Linked DNA regions of Mus musculus: region 1 is linked to region 2. The links are chromatin contacts, called in public promoter capture Hi-C maps. All regions are on one chromosome and are shown on one strand. The core of a region is the stretch at or near the end of the contact, and the rest is flanking DNA. Distances in the headings are between cores, read along the strand shown. Region 1 holds the start of 4930463O16Rik (RIKEN cDNA 4930463O16 gene). Region 2 holds the start of Aldh1l2 (aldehyde dehydrogenase 1 family, member L2).

The links. Promoter capture Hi-C pulls out the DNA fragments that hold promoters and counts their contacts.
Region 1: a contact with region 2 is called in a promoter capture Hi-C map of embryonic stem cells, with 6 times the contacts expected there. The contact joins the promoter of 4930463O16Rik here to the promoter of Aldh1l2 in region 2. A contact is called at or near these places in 8 of 39 promoter capture datasets (the 3T3-L1 cell line, embryonic stem cells, hippocampal neurons and 2 more).

The regions. Positions count from the first base shown.
Region 1 is chr10:84,486,512-84,493,260 of GRCm38.p6, forward strand. 4930463O16Rik (RIKEN cDNA 4930463O16 gene) reads left to right here and starts at 1,782. Exons shown (of 4, transcript NR_108059.1): 1 at 1,782-2,670; 2 at 6,169-6,569.
Region 2 is chr10:83,530,424-83,538,074 of GRCm38.p6, forward strand. It overlaps Aldh1l2 (aldehyde dehydrogenase 1 family, member L2), which reads right to left and starts at 3,717. Exons shown (of 23, transcript NM_153543.2): 1 at 3,544-3,717. The coding sequence starts at 3,591.

The sequences.
Region 1 (6,749 bases), core at 532-3,031, 950 kb after region 2:
TGCACTGCCCTCCTTATGGCATTGCAAACTAGGCCCTAGTAAATCCTCATCTAAAGTGCTTTGTTATGTACATGTGATATATGGATGTATCGTGATATACATTAATATGTATATACATATGGAATATGTGATATACATGAATATGCACATACATATTCCATATGTAATATGAGATATGCATATGTGATATACATGAAGAACAGACAACTCACTGGGCTGCGAGCTAGAAACACCAAGGTAGCTAAAGAGATCTGCAGAATGGCTGGGAGCCAAGCCTATGAGGAGAGACCAAACCATGAAGAACTGAGGAGACCTGACCCAATGAGTGGCCAAGAAGGCAAAAGACGGCCGAGGGCAGTAATTGCAGGAGACAGGTTGCCAACACTGGGAGAACTCCTGGGTCTGACCACAGGAGGAGTTTCAAAAAGTCACCAAGACTTCCAAGCTCTGACAGCTGGGGACCCACAAGGGCTAAGGCATGAGATTTGAAAACTAGCTTGTGAGTACATGAACCCTGGAGTTACAACATGAAGATCAGAAGGTTCCAACCCCCTTCCCTGCCCCACCCCCGTGTTTGGAGTTGTCATTTATAAAAAACAAAAAAATCTGCCCCGTGCCTCTGTGACTTTCCATTCAAATAAAGGAAAAAGGCTTTCCACCGATTAATAACGCCACGAGGGCTTCCTCTCCACAGCCTCTGTTATTAATGGAACTGCCCTCCTATAATACCCTGGAGGCTATTCTTCCTCTAGCTGATATCTGAATCCATTGTTTATGACAGACTTTCCTAGTCATTCTATGTTGGGGTCACTGTGGTGGTTCAAATAAGAACAGATCTAATAGGCTCCATATATTTGAATGCTTAGTCACCAGGGAGTGGAATTCTCTCAAAGGAGTAGAAGGATTAGAAGGTATGACCTGGTTTGAGGAAGTGTGGCACTTGGGGTGGGCTTTATGGTATCAAAAGCCCCCCCTTGCTCTCTGGCTCTCTTGCTCTCTCTCTCTCTCTCTCTCTCTCTCTCTCTCTCTCTCTCTCGCCTGATGCCTCTGGCCAGAGGATCATCAACAGTCCAATATGGAATTGGCTACTACCCTTCTCGTTCCCCTTCTCCTCTTTTTCCTAATCCTACTAATCCCACTTTGTCTTATAGACTTCTTGTCTCGATCCAAAAGATTTCTAACCAGACATTTAATCAGTTTTTATTCCAAAATTTCCAGCCCTTAGCTCTGATGTCAGAGGCCTGTGACATTTGGTTATATCCTGATGGGAAAGATCAAACTTGCCCCCAAGGAACTCGATGCCCCCAATCAGCAGGAAGCAGTCTAATGATAATATCACCTCCCTTTATGACCCCTGACTTTGTCAATAGTAAACAAAAAAGAGGGGAATGTTGGCTATTCACCCAGCCGGACTTCCTTGCCATAGACTCCCTTTGTAAACTTTAGAAACTGTATACTTTGTCAACTTTGTAAACCCTCAAGGCAGGTTTGAGGACCTCCAGCAACCAGGGCCCATCCCCCAGATTTCTCTAACGGCCCACCCTAACGGTCATATTCTAACAGCTGTAACTGTCATTCCCAGCGCTGAGGCAGGAGAATTTCCAAGCCCCTCCCCACAAGAAAAAAATACCACTTATTATTTAGTAAGAAACTCCACCAATCCCTGAGCTCCCCCAAGCTCAGGTCTTGAAATCCCACCAATCCTCACCCAGGAAAGCTCTGCCTTGGAAAGCTCCACCCCCTAAGAAATCCTATATAATCCCTGCTTGCTGTCTTCTCCAGGAAACATAGGTAACAACCTCATGTACATTTCTCCACGCCCTGTATTCTTCCCTCCCAGTAAATCTCTTTTATGATGTTTGCTGCCTGATGTGACTCTCTCATCAGAAGAAGCCAAGAAGCAATGAAGCAAAGAAGGGTAGATGGGAGCAGGCTGAGGCTCCGGAGCTCAGCTGGGGATACGTCCCCTGGGACCTGCAGTGTAGAAGAGGAGCCGCTAGGGGGAGCTGATAACAGTGTAGCACTCCAGTTGACCAACCATATCCTCCATAAGGGCTGCAAGCCCTCTGCTAAGGTTTCCTCTCAGAGTTGTGTGGTTCCTGGGCTCCCACGTCTCAGAATGTCCTTCCTTTGCGACATTGTCCCACCTCAGAGCTGTGTATGTTCCTGGGCTCCCAAGTCCCAGGATAACTTTCCACTGAGCAGAAACACCAACAGTTGTTATGCCCAGTGCTCGGGAACCCCAGAAGAATGCCAGGAAGTACAAGTCCGATGTTAAAGAGACTCAGAGCAAAGTCTTTCCCACTGTGCAGGTTAGGGATGTGATGCCCGCATCCAGGGGCTTGGAGTATATATACACGTGCATATTCATAGGCAGAGCTCCTCGAACTTTGGGGTTACGTGACTGGGGAGGTGATGAGGGAAAGCTATCCTTCAAACCCGATAACGTTTGTTCAGGGCAAAACCATGCAGCTGGGAGGGGGACCCTCCTGACCTGGGAAGTAACTTTATGGAGCTATCAGGAGCTAGTGTATTTTTACATACTGGTTGCAGCTGTCTGGGAACACTTAATTGCCCTTCCTTCATGGTCCAAGCATGGGCCTTTTATCATTTCAAGGATGTTTGGTCCTTGTTCCCTTCAAGGGCAGGAGCCTTCTGCACCTGAGAAAGGTTGGTTATCAAGGAGAGTGACACAGAAGCAAGGGTTTGTTGTTTTTTTGTTCGTCTCTCTCCCCCCTCCCCGCCGCCCAGAGTAGGGGTGGGAGTCGTTAGGGGGAAGGGAGTGCCACCATGAAAAGGGGAATTGCAATATTCCTGCGCCAGGCTGGGCCTTCTCTGTTTGCCCTCTCCAAAAGAACTGGGGCATCTATGCTGAGAAAGGGGAGGAAGGGGGCTCTAACTGCACCAGTGGCCGGAAAGTGCAGAGGCAGGTTTCCTGCGTTTCTTCACAACTAAAAACATGTTCCTCTATGAAGTTTCCCTCTTTAATAAAACTTGCTGGGGCTTCTTGGAGCCCCTTTTCTCAGCTGGACTTCAACCTCATTGCTATGGTTTGAATGTGCCCACCTCCAAAATTGGGCTTTAGGAGCTAGGGTGCCAAGGTGACATGACCATAAGGTTTGTGCCCCTTACAGATGGAATTGGTGTCATAAACTCCTTCTTGCCCCTTTGCCTTTCCCGCCTTCTGTCATGTGAATCAAGCATCCTCCCAGAGAAGATGCAGCATTCAAGATGCCATTTTGGAATCAGAATCATAAAACCTTCCAGAACACTGACTTTGGACTCCCAAGTCTCTAGAACAGTAAACCAAATAGTTATTATTATTAATCTATTTTGAGGTAGGGGCAGCGAGCACCACCTCACTGAACAAATATGTGGTGGAGAGATGGGGAAAATAGACAACTGGAGAGTAGGGTTGGCGGGCTGGTGTGCAGCAGTCTGGAGCTTGTATACACGCAGACTCAGCCACTGAACGTGCTCCCTGGCTGTGGGTTCTCTCTAGCTCTGGGCAACAACGGAGGCCTGAGATAAGGAAAGCTTTACTTTCTGGATTAGACCTTCTCAAAGGATCACCGTGCTCCATGATGCTACCGGAGGCCACATCGGTGTCTGTGGACCATGCTGCTGCCCAGGCTGCAAGGCCTAAGATCTATGTGGACCTATGTGATTTGTGCCAACTGACACCTTGGTGATGTCCTTGGGCTATGATGCCCAGAAGGGGGTGGATAAAAAAAATGGTAATCTGAGTAGCACATGACGCTCACGATCCATGCAGCCAGCTGCTGAGGGCCTGGGGTAGATCAGTGGTCCTGATATGGCCAGGGGTGTGTCAACGTCTGTGGTCTGAGAAACCACTGAAGGCCATGCTGGTGTCTGTGGGCTGGGCTGCCTGAAGCCATATTGATGTTTGTGAGCTATGCTGCTTTCCCACCCCCACCTCCCAACCCCACACAGCTCTCCATGGTTGATGGCTTCTGACGGGGATGCAAGTGGAGAAAGACTCACCATGTGGGGCTGGCCACCAGGAGTTTGACCATCCTCCAGTGAATCTATGAACAACACAAAATGGAGGTGTTTTTTTCTTCTTCTTCTTCCTTTTTACAGGGTTGAGAAGGTCAGGAGAAAGGGGAGTGGACATGGAAGGACAGGGAAGTGAGGACAATCAGGATGCATGATGTAGTAGTCCCAAATTAGAAAAAGGAGGAGAAGGAGGAGGTTCAAGAAAAGGAAGGGGAGGGGGAAAGGGAGGGAGGGGAGTGGAGGGGAGGGGAGAGGAGAAGGGGGAAGGAAATTACCCATTCTGTAGTAGTCTGTTGCAGTACTGGACCATTCAGTCTCAAATATAGCAGCGCAAGGCAGACTCATAAAATCTACAAACTCTAATCACAGTTTCAAATGCCCTCTGCCCTCTACTCATATTAAGAAGCTCCATCAAACACCAACATGGTTTCTAACAGCTCAGGGTTAAATCTCTAGGATGATCCTAGCATCTCTTCTCAGGTCTGCCATAGAAAGATGGCGGCCACAAGAGATTTCAGGGTCCCTTTAGGTGTTCCAGCATGAGGTCTGCACCAAAGTTCTTCAATTCCAGGGATTCTCAAAGGTCTGGCTCATCTAAGTTGAGAGAATTGGTGAGTGGCGTGTCCTTCCCCATGAGGAAGAAAGACACCCATGCCTGGCTCTGGCTTCCTGCAAATGTCCTCCTCAAACAATAAACTGAGAAGTTTAAAAATTGCACAATTTCTTAGCATGTACTAGACAGGTGTTCTCAATCTTTGGGTGCTTGGCCAAAATTCCAAAAGTCAAATTTAATATTCTGTCACCCAAGAAATGACTAATTCGAAATGCCAAGGGGCCTCCTGGGAGGATACCTGGAGTCAGCCCCCTCCGCCCTGTACTCAGGAAAAGGATCAAGTGTCTTTTGGGGGCCTCAATAGAGACTGGATTTTCAAAGAGCAAACACTCTCCCATGCCTTGTCCTTCCTGTTCCACAGCACAGGACAGCCAACACTACGAATGTCTGGAGCCGTAGTTGACTTTAAAATTATGGACTACAAATTCCTATGGAAAGTAGTTTAAAATCTGTCTAGAAAAAATGACGATAGTATTATGATAATCATGACTAGAGATGTGGAGTGTGTTTCCACAGCCTCTGAATTTTTTATTATCATTCTGTGTGTAGGTGGCACTGGAGATCCACACATGTCCCAGTGACCAGGTGGAGGTCAGAGGACAGCTTTGTGGAGTCTGGTCTCTCCGGCCAACTTTATGTAGGCTCCAGGAATCAAATTCGGGTCATCAGGCCTACGTTGCAAACGCTTAGCTCTCTGAGCCACCAGCTAGCTCTTACCCTGCATTTTACCACAGTGACTGACCCAACTCCTGAGAAGATTGCCTTTACAAGAGGAGATTTGGTTTGACGCATGAAGTCAGAGGTTTCCAAACGTTGATGGTCACCCGGCCCTGTCACTTTGGACCTAAGATGAAGCAGAAGGACATCACGATGCATGGTGGGGCATGAGGAAGATTGCTTGTATTACAGCAGCCAAGAAGCAGAGAGGGGAAGAGACCAAGGGTGACATATACCATGCTGGGTGTACTGCTAGTGGTATACGGTCCTCTTCCCATACAATCATGTCATACAAGCAGTGCTATACAATCATGGCCCCAACAATGGGTTAACCCACTGATGAGTGTCTGTGTATGTGTGAGTGTGTATGTTTACATGTGTGTGCAGATGCTTTTATGTATTTGTGTGTGTATATACATGTTCATGGTTATGTGTGTGTGTGAATGGTGTGTGCGCAGATGCTTTTTATGTGTTTGTGCATGTATACATGTGTGTGTGTGTGTGTGTGTGTTTAGAAGGCAGAGAACAACCCTGGCTGACATTTCTTAGGTGGTATCCATCTTGGGCTTTTTGATGCAGGTTCTTTCATTGTCATGAAGCTAGCCACACAGATTAGGCTGTTGTGTCCTGCCAGCCCCAGGGACCCAACTGTCTCTACGTATGACCATGTACCGCTATACCCAGCTTATTATTTGTTTTAACATAGCTTCTGGGGAATGAACTTCAGGCCCCAGTACTTACAAGGCAGGAACTTCAATGACTTTTCCTGCCAGCCTGGCCCTCTTCTTGCCTTTTCTCACATTTAATATGCTATTCAGGTTTCTGGATCCAGCTGAAGAGCTCTATCATTCCATCAAAACCATGAGAACTGCCTGAGCTAACACTGACTGCTACTTGAATCTTGTGAGAAGCCTGAGACAGAAGGGCAGCCACACTCTGGGTACCCAGCTGTGCCACTCTGAATTCTAGAGTGTCTTTAACCTAGCGGACTTGGTAGTCACTCAGGTTATAGCAAGAGACAGCTGATTTATGATAGCTTCAAGTGTGGTGTGCCGGCTATCTTGATTGTCAGCTCGGCGGGAGTTTAGAACTACCTAGGAGATAAGCTCAAGTGTGTCTGTGAAGATGGTTCCAGAGGTGAAACTAAGGAATGGAAACATGAAAGTGGGTGACACCCCACACACACTGGGCTCCCAGACTGATGGAAGAAAAGGAAAAGGTGAGCTATACAACAGCACTGCCCCTCCCTTCCTCCCTTCCCCCACTCTGCTTCCTTACTGGAGGCACTATGTAACCAGCCATCTCACATTTCTGCCACCATGGTGCCTTCCCAGTTGTGACAAACTACACCTTAAGCTCAGAGCCAAACAGACCCTTTCTCCCTTAAACTGATTTTGTA
Region 2 (7,651 bases), core at 2,467-4,966:
TCCTTCTCCCCAAGGGAATTCTCAAGGGAACTGCAGGCATCTCATTCAGGGAGCTGGCCAAGAAAGTGGGGGAGGATTATGGGAGAACCCTGGGAAGTTCCAGACAGAAGAAAATTAATAAATAGCACAGTACCCAGAATGGGGAGTCATGGGATGCTGACACGCATCAATGGAGTCAGGAACTTTGAATGTATTTGAAGCGTGCAAAAGCTCACATCCAGTGTTTCAAGCTCTTGCCTGAATAGGAGCCATGTGTCATGCTTCACAGAGAGATGAAGCTATGCAAGATTTGCAGATGGCATCATCAGTGACAAGCTTGTGGAGCTCGGTTTCCTGATTGCATCATTCCATGAAGAAGGGATTTGTGTCGATTGTCCTACTGATTTTTTTCCCTCAGTACTGGGCGGCCAAAGCTGAGTCACTGTGGGTGCCAGGCTAGAGGTCTTACATAGCCTAGCCTAGCCCTCGTTGCTTTTAAAAATGCTTTTCAAGCTGGTAATGATGGAACTAACCTTTAATCCCAGCACTCCAGAAGCCAAGGCAGGTGGATCTCTGTGAGTTCAAGGCCAGCCTGGTCTACAAAGCAAGTTCTAGGACAGCCAGGGAAACCCTGTCTTTTCTGTGGTTTATACCATGAGTGTTTGGTGGCCTCAGAGGCCAGAAAGTGGTGTTGGAGTTACAGGTGGTGATGAGCTGCCCAATATGGATGCTTGTAGAGGTCCAGAGGTCCTCGCACACACAGATAAGCCCTGGAGAAGCCAGGAAAGTTAAACACAGAGTTTCAAGCTCTCGCCTGGAATAAGGGGCTTAGCTATTTTCCCAGATTGCTAGGATGGGGGGTGGGGAGGGGAATGTAGTTTATAATCTTTGCTTCCTGTTGGGCCAAGCTCTGCCCGTGTCCCCCAGAATATGATGTGTGTTTATCCCAGACTCGCCCCCCGCCCCCGCCCCCAATAGAACCTTGAGCATTACTTCTGTGTCACAAAACTCATCCTAATGAGTGACGTCATTTGTGCTTTACCACAAGCTGTAGGCTTAGGGCCAGGCCAATGCTGGCCCCCACAGGCATTGTGTTCAGCCCTGTCAGTCTCCCTAGACCCTAATCTCGAGCACTGTCTCTAAGTCAACAGTTGTACTCACTGGGCTGAGTTACTTGTTCTCTGAAAACTTCCTTCCAAAACTGGGCCATGCTTAAGTATGGCTAAAGTAAGATGCTCTGGGTCAGACTCAAGTCTCAGCCTAGCACTGGTTACCAAAACCAGGTTGAGCCAGTTTGTATTCTCCTCTCACTCTGATCATTTCTTTCTGCTTGTTGTTCCCTTGTTCTTTCTAAAGCCTTCAGGACCCAACCACAGATTCAGGGAACTGAGCTCACGGCCTCAGCAAGAACGCTAAGCCATCTTTTCAAGCACCTCTCAAACATGCATATGCATATGTATATGTGTATGTATATGTGTATGCATATATAATGTATATGATGCATGTATATACATATGATGTATATGTATGTAAATAATTGTTTAAGGAAAAAGAAGGATAAAAACCATTTTTAAAAAGGCCTGTCAGAAGCTGAGGCCTGAAGAGGGATGAGTAGCCAGGTGAGGAGAGAGAGCTCCTGGCATGAAACTGGTGACCACAGAACATCTCAAAGCCTTTAAAGAAAGGGGCAGACACCATTTTCACTCTCCAATGTGTTCCCATCACTGTGATGTCATCTCTCCAAGGCTTTACCAGGGCCATGGAGATGCGGGTACCATTCTCTTAAGTCTCCAGAACTGAGAGCTAATGAAATCTCTATCGGTTCCCCAGCCTCTGCATTTATTAAAAGTCACAGGAAACAGACTAACATGAAGTATAATTCAGATGCAGTCAAATTCACCTTTTTCTTGTGTGCATACCTTGAGCCTGGGCCCTGTGAGTGTGGATACAACCGTGACAGCCTTGTGTGTGTGCTTTGATTCCCAGGACCACCAAGAAGGAAGGCAAGAACTAACTACTAAAGCTTACCTTCTCACTCCTCCACATGTGCTGTGGCATCCCCCCACCACCACATCCTCCACTCCCAATAGAATGTGACTTGAAATTTCTACAAAAGAAGCTGACAGACAGTTTTCCAAAGTGGTTGTATTGCAGTCTTATTAACCATGTAGTGGCCGTTTTCGTTTTAAGATAACGTTTACAGAGCACTGTGCAAAGGATGTGCTTGCACTATCTGTAGATAACTATCTCCGGTTCTTCCCTCATCCTTTACTGTTCTCCTTTTGACCATGAAGAACTATGACCACTTCCCAGCTCTGTCTGCGGCCACCTTCCCATATGTATTCTTGGGGACAGAGGGCCTCTGTGGCAGCCTGCTGCTTTGCCCAGCTATGTTTCTATTCCTGGTATCTGTCACTTGGCTTGTTCAGCTTTTTTTTTTTTTTCCCCTTAAATAGAAACTTCTAAAACCCCAGCATGGAAATCTTATCATCTTTCAAAACTCCTTTCTTTTAGCTTCCCAACAGTTTACTGACAAGGTGGTAGCCAAGACCAGGGTAGTAGACACGGCTCTTAGCTATCTGTGCCCCAGGACCAGATTGCACGGCCAGAGTGGTTAAAGAAACTAAGGAAGGGTCTGAGGGTTACACAGCAGAATGGTCCAAAGCTCAGGGCAGACGGGTCTCTTATAAACTATGACTGTCCCCCAAAGTCACTTGCATTGATTGTACGGAGCAAAATAAAATCTGACCAATTATTTGGATTCTGCCTTCAACTTTTTTTACATATGGCAATGTCAGAGAAAAATACCAACGGAGGAGAAATATTTTTATAACACAGCCAGGATGTGCTGATTACAAAAGCGATTATGTGCACAGGATAGACGCTTTCCTTAGCCGGAACAGGCTGTGTTGTCTCTCCCCAGACTCACCGAAGTGCTGAAGGCAGAGCCACTTGCAACGTGTCGGCTCTCGTTCCATTTCTAGAAGTGATCTGATGCAATCCCACGTCTGTGAGCTGGGCCGGGGCCAGGTTCTTACTCTACAGTTTTACAACACACCAGCGTGGCTACTCCTGCAGCGCTGGGTGATCCTGGAAATCTGGCCGCCACTACTCGCTACTCGGCGGGAAGCATCAAGCTGTCCTAGATTGCTGTGTTGAGCTTGCCTGGGTCCCAGTCTCATCTGGTAGACCTTGCAAGGCAGTCTCGCTCACACTTATCCACCGTTCCGACCCTAAACTGCTCACGTCGGGGTCATGAAATGCAAAAAGGAAAAAAACAGACTGGCTCGTGTCCCTTTACTCATTGTCAGTCCCCAGCCTGCCATCCCAGCCAGACCGCGTCTGCAGCTGATTCCCGGCAGCAGACAAAGGCTCACTTGACAATTCCCATCCCGGATACTGCCACAGGCTTCTCTGGAGTCTTCCAGTCTGAAAAAAAGCTGTTGTCCCTTCTAGCAAGGTCTGAGCATCACTGCCCACCCCAGCCTTGCCGTCCCGGCCCTGCAACCCCCGAGGTCTGGAAAGCAAGACCAGGATGTGGATGCTCGCCTTGACAGGACTCACCCGGCTGGTGGAGAAGTGCCGTAGCGCCTGGCTACCCCGCCACAGCATGATGTAGAGGAGCGAGCGATTGCCAGGCGGGCGGCGGGAGTGGGTAGGTACCAGGGCTGCAGAGGGTTGAGTGCTTCGCTTCAGCTCTGTCCAGCTCTGCTCACGGCCCCGCCCCCTCGAATGGCAGGTCCCGCCCCTCACCGCTGGCAGAGCTCCTGCCCCTAAGCACACGTGACCTGGTGCAGGTCTAGGGAATGAATCGGTGCCTAACCCAAGGGCTTGCTGGACTCCGCCTCTGCTCCATGGATAGCCTAAGTGTTCGCTAGAGGTGGGACCTTCCATAAATTACTCAGACCCGCGGAGTTAGGCAGAGAGATGTACCTTATAATTTAATCGGACACCCTGTAAGGATTACTTTTTATTTTCAACTTGACTCAAGGTAGGATGATCTGGGAAAGGGATTACCTGGACCAGGCACACCTGGATGGAACATTTCTTGGGTTAACTGAGGTGAGAAGATGCGTCCTGATTGTGGGTGGCATCATTTCATGGACTAGACCCTGAACTAAGAGTAAGAGTGAAAAAAGAAAAAAAACAAACAAACAAACAAACAAAAACAACAACAAAAACGTGTTGAGCAGTAAGCATGTGTGGATTTATTCTCTCTCTCTGAGTGTAACTAGCTAGCTGCCTCGGGTTCCCACCTTGACTTCCGGACAATGGTAGATAGTAACCTGGACTCCTAAATTGAATAAACCCTTTCTCCTTTAAGTTGCTTTTTCCTCGGGGTGTTTCGCAACAGAAATGAATTAGAACACTTCGAAAGTTACCTGCCTAACAGTCGCCAGAAAGCAACAGGCACACTTGTGGAGCTCCAGCTTGAACTGGGAAGATAAGGCGCTGGGCACCCTTGCTTTAGGCATAGTCTGATACCCCCATCATCTGAGGATGAGGGTTGGTAAGATACTGTTCGCTGGCCTTGTCGCACACTTCTCGTCCCCAGTAGATAACTCATACCTGCATTTGTGCCTTGCCTCTATGAAGAAACTTGCACACATGCTGTAGTGAAACCTTTGTCCCAAAAGGATTCCTTAGCCTGGAATTCGGGGCTGCGTGGAGTTTCGTTCACTCTTGTATTTTGATATTCTTCTGCCCGTGTGATTATTACTTCCCAACTGTTTATTGTGAATTCATTAATTGAACAGATTCACAGCGTTCTCTGTCACATCCATACAGATGAGTTACTTTTTGTTGGACTCCACTCACTATCCTTAATCCCCTTAAACAACTCTCTCGATTTGTTTATATACTCATGGGGGGCATTGGATACCTAAAGAAGCTGTTAAAGGCAGATCTGAAAGATCTTCAGTTTTGGTTTTTTATTTATTTTTTATTTTTGTTACATTCATGAACCATACACTCTTTAACCCAAAGATGTAACAAACATTTGGTGAAATGTGTCTATTCTTACTGAAGTCTCTGAGACTCTGTCTGGCATTTTCTTTGTAATGATATGAAACAAATGTTACTGACTTCTTGCTTAAATCCATTTCACTTTTGAGCACTCAGAGATCATGCACATTGGTTAGGGAGCATCTTTCCATGTATGTATGTATGTATGTATGTATGTATGTATGCATGCATGCATGTATGTATGTATGTATGTATTTTAATATTTACTTTTGCTGGAGATGTGGCTCAGAGGTTAAGAGCACTGACTGCTCTTCCAGAAGTCCTGAGTTCAATTCCCAGCAACCATGGTGACTCACAATCATCTGTAATGGGATTCAATGCCGTCTTCTGGTGTGTCTGAAGACAGCTACAGTGTACTCATATACATAAAATAAGTAAATAAATCTTTGGGGAAAAAAGATTTACTTCATTTTTAATTAGTGCAATGTATTGTCTGTATGTGCGTGCTTGTGGCCTCAGAGGGACGTTACGGGAAGTTGTAAGTCACCTGAAGTGGATTGTGGGAACTGAACTCCCATCCTCTGTAAGAGCAGTATGAGCTCTTAACCACTACCCCGGTCCAAGACATTGCCCGTAACCCTACCGGTTTATGGGCATGTTTCAGCTTTACTGACTGTATATCAGCTTGAGGAAACTGTGAGGCTTGAGATAATCCTTCTTGGAATGAAATGGTCAGATGTATGCCCAGCCCAGATTATTTTACTTAAGATTCTGCTTTCAGGGAGCTAGAGAGATGGCTCAGTGGTTAACAGCACTCACTGCTCTCTTAAGGTCCTGAGTTCAATTCCCAGCACCCACACGGCAGCTCACAGGTGTCTGGTGCCATCTTCTAGTATGCAGAAGTACATGCAGATAAAGAACTCATATACATAAACATGTAAATCTATCTATCTATCTATCTATCTATCTATCTATCTATCTATCTATCTGTATCTATATGAATCTGCCTTCAGTATCTGAGGAATAAAACAGACTAAATCTTTTTTAAACTGAAATATCTTTTTATTTTGACATTCTCATACTTCATAAATAAAAAGTAATTTTTAGTTCAGGTAGTAGAATGCTGTCATTAAGAAAGAATGTATAAAGATTGATAGAGGGCTGGAGAGATGGCTCAGTGGTTAAGAGCACTGACTGCTCTTCAGAATTTGATTGCTGAGTTCAAATCCCAGTGACCACATGGTGGCTTACAACCACCTGTAATGAGATCTGACGCCCTCTTCTGGTGAGTCTGAAAACAGCTACAGTGTACTTAGATATAATAATAAATAAATCTTTAATAAAAAGATTGATAGAATGGAATTGTAAATAAGATGCATTGAAAGTTTGTAAACATTTGTGCATTTATCAAAATAATAATGTACAGAGCACTGTAATACAGAAGAAATGTAAAAATGAACAAAACACAGTCTGTTTCCTCAGTTTCTTTTATAATCTAAAGCAACTGACAAATGATAACTTGGGAGGAAGAAAATTGTGGAGTTGAAGTGAGTTTGGGACCACATGGCCTCAGAGTCCTGACTTGAAACACGATAAATGATCGATGAGTGTGGGAATGAAAAGACAAGGGGATCTGAGGCGCCTGCAGCTGTGACGTGACCTTGGATTGATTGATGCTCCCAGTTATGATATGGCAGAGGCCAGGGATGCACTGAATAACCAACACCAGCAATCTGCAGTAGCTCAGGTTGGTTGTAGATCTCAGCATCATGGAACAGGGGGTAGAGAGGTTGTGGGATCCAGAAGTAGTGGCTGTCTGCCTCGAACCAGTAACTGCTGGATGGGACAGCACACATGAACTCACACACCTGTGCCTGCATTCACAAGATCTGCAGAAGATGGAGCCAGCCAACATCCTAGCATGGACATGGGAGGGGCTCTTGGAGTCCTGTTCCTGGCTCAGAAGCTACTGGCAATTGACAGCTGCTGAGGGGGAAGTGTAAGTCTTCCACAGGCATAGGGTTCCTGAAAGGCTACCCACACCCCAGTAGGTGGTCCTACAGCTGTGTGCATACAGGTCCACTAAGAGGAGTCAGTGAGCTTTTGAGAGAGAGCGAGAGAGAGAGAGAGGAGGAGGAGGAGAGAGAGAGAGAGAGAGAGAGAGAAAGAGAGAGGATGGATTTGATCAACGCACATGATAGTCACGTATAAAATCCTCAACAGTGAAAACTAAAACAGACCAAGAATGTATTTTTCCTAATTCACAGAAAAAAAAATACTGAAATGACTATAGCCTCACATTTTCTTGCCATTATTTATTCTCTTATAAATCACAGTACCACTTATAATGTCACCTTTATCATGCAATTACCTTATTTCAAAGTTGTATTCGAGAAGAGGTTTATGTTAGGCGACTTTTAAAGTTTACATGGGACCTTTCAGAATCCCAGTTTGCCTTTGAGACAGAGGCAGCACTATGAGTTGAGCGCATCAGCTGAGGAAGTAAAAGATACTTTTAGATAACAGAACGAAGTGTTGTGGCTACCTTTGTCCTCTGGTCTCAGATACAAGGTTCCAGCGTACCCTAGGGGCTCAAGCTACTGGACCTTCAGGCTGTCCCACGCTGCTAACAGCGGGGATTTCCCAACCAAAAGACAGAAGTCAGTGGGCAGAATTTCTCAGCTCCCTCCCATTCATGTCTCTTAAG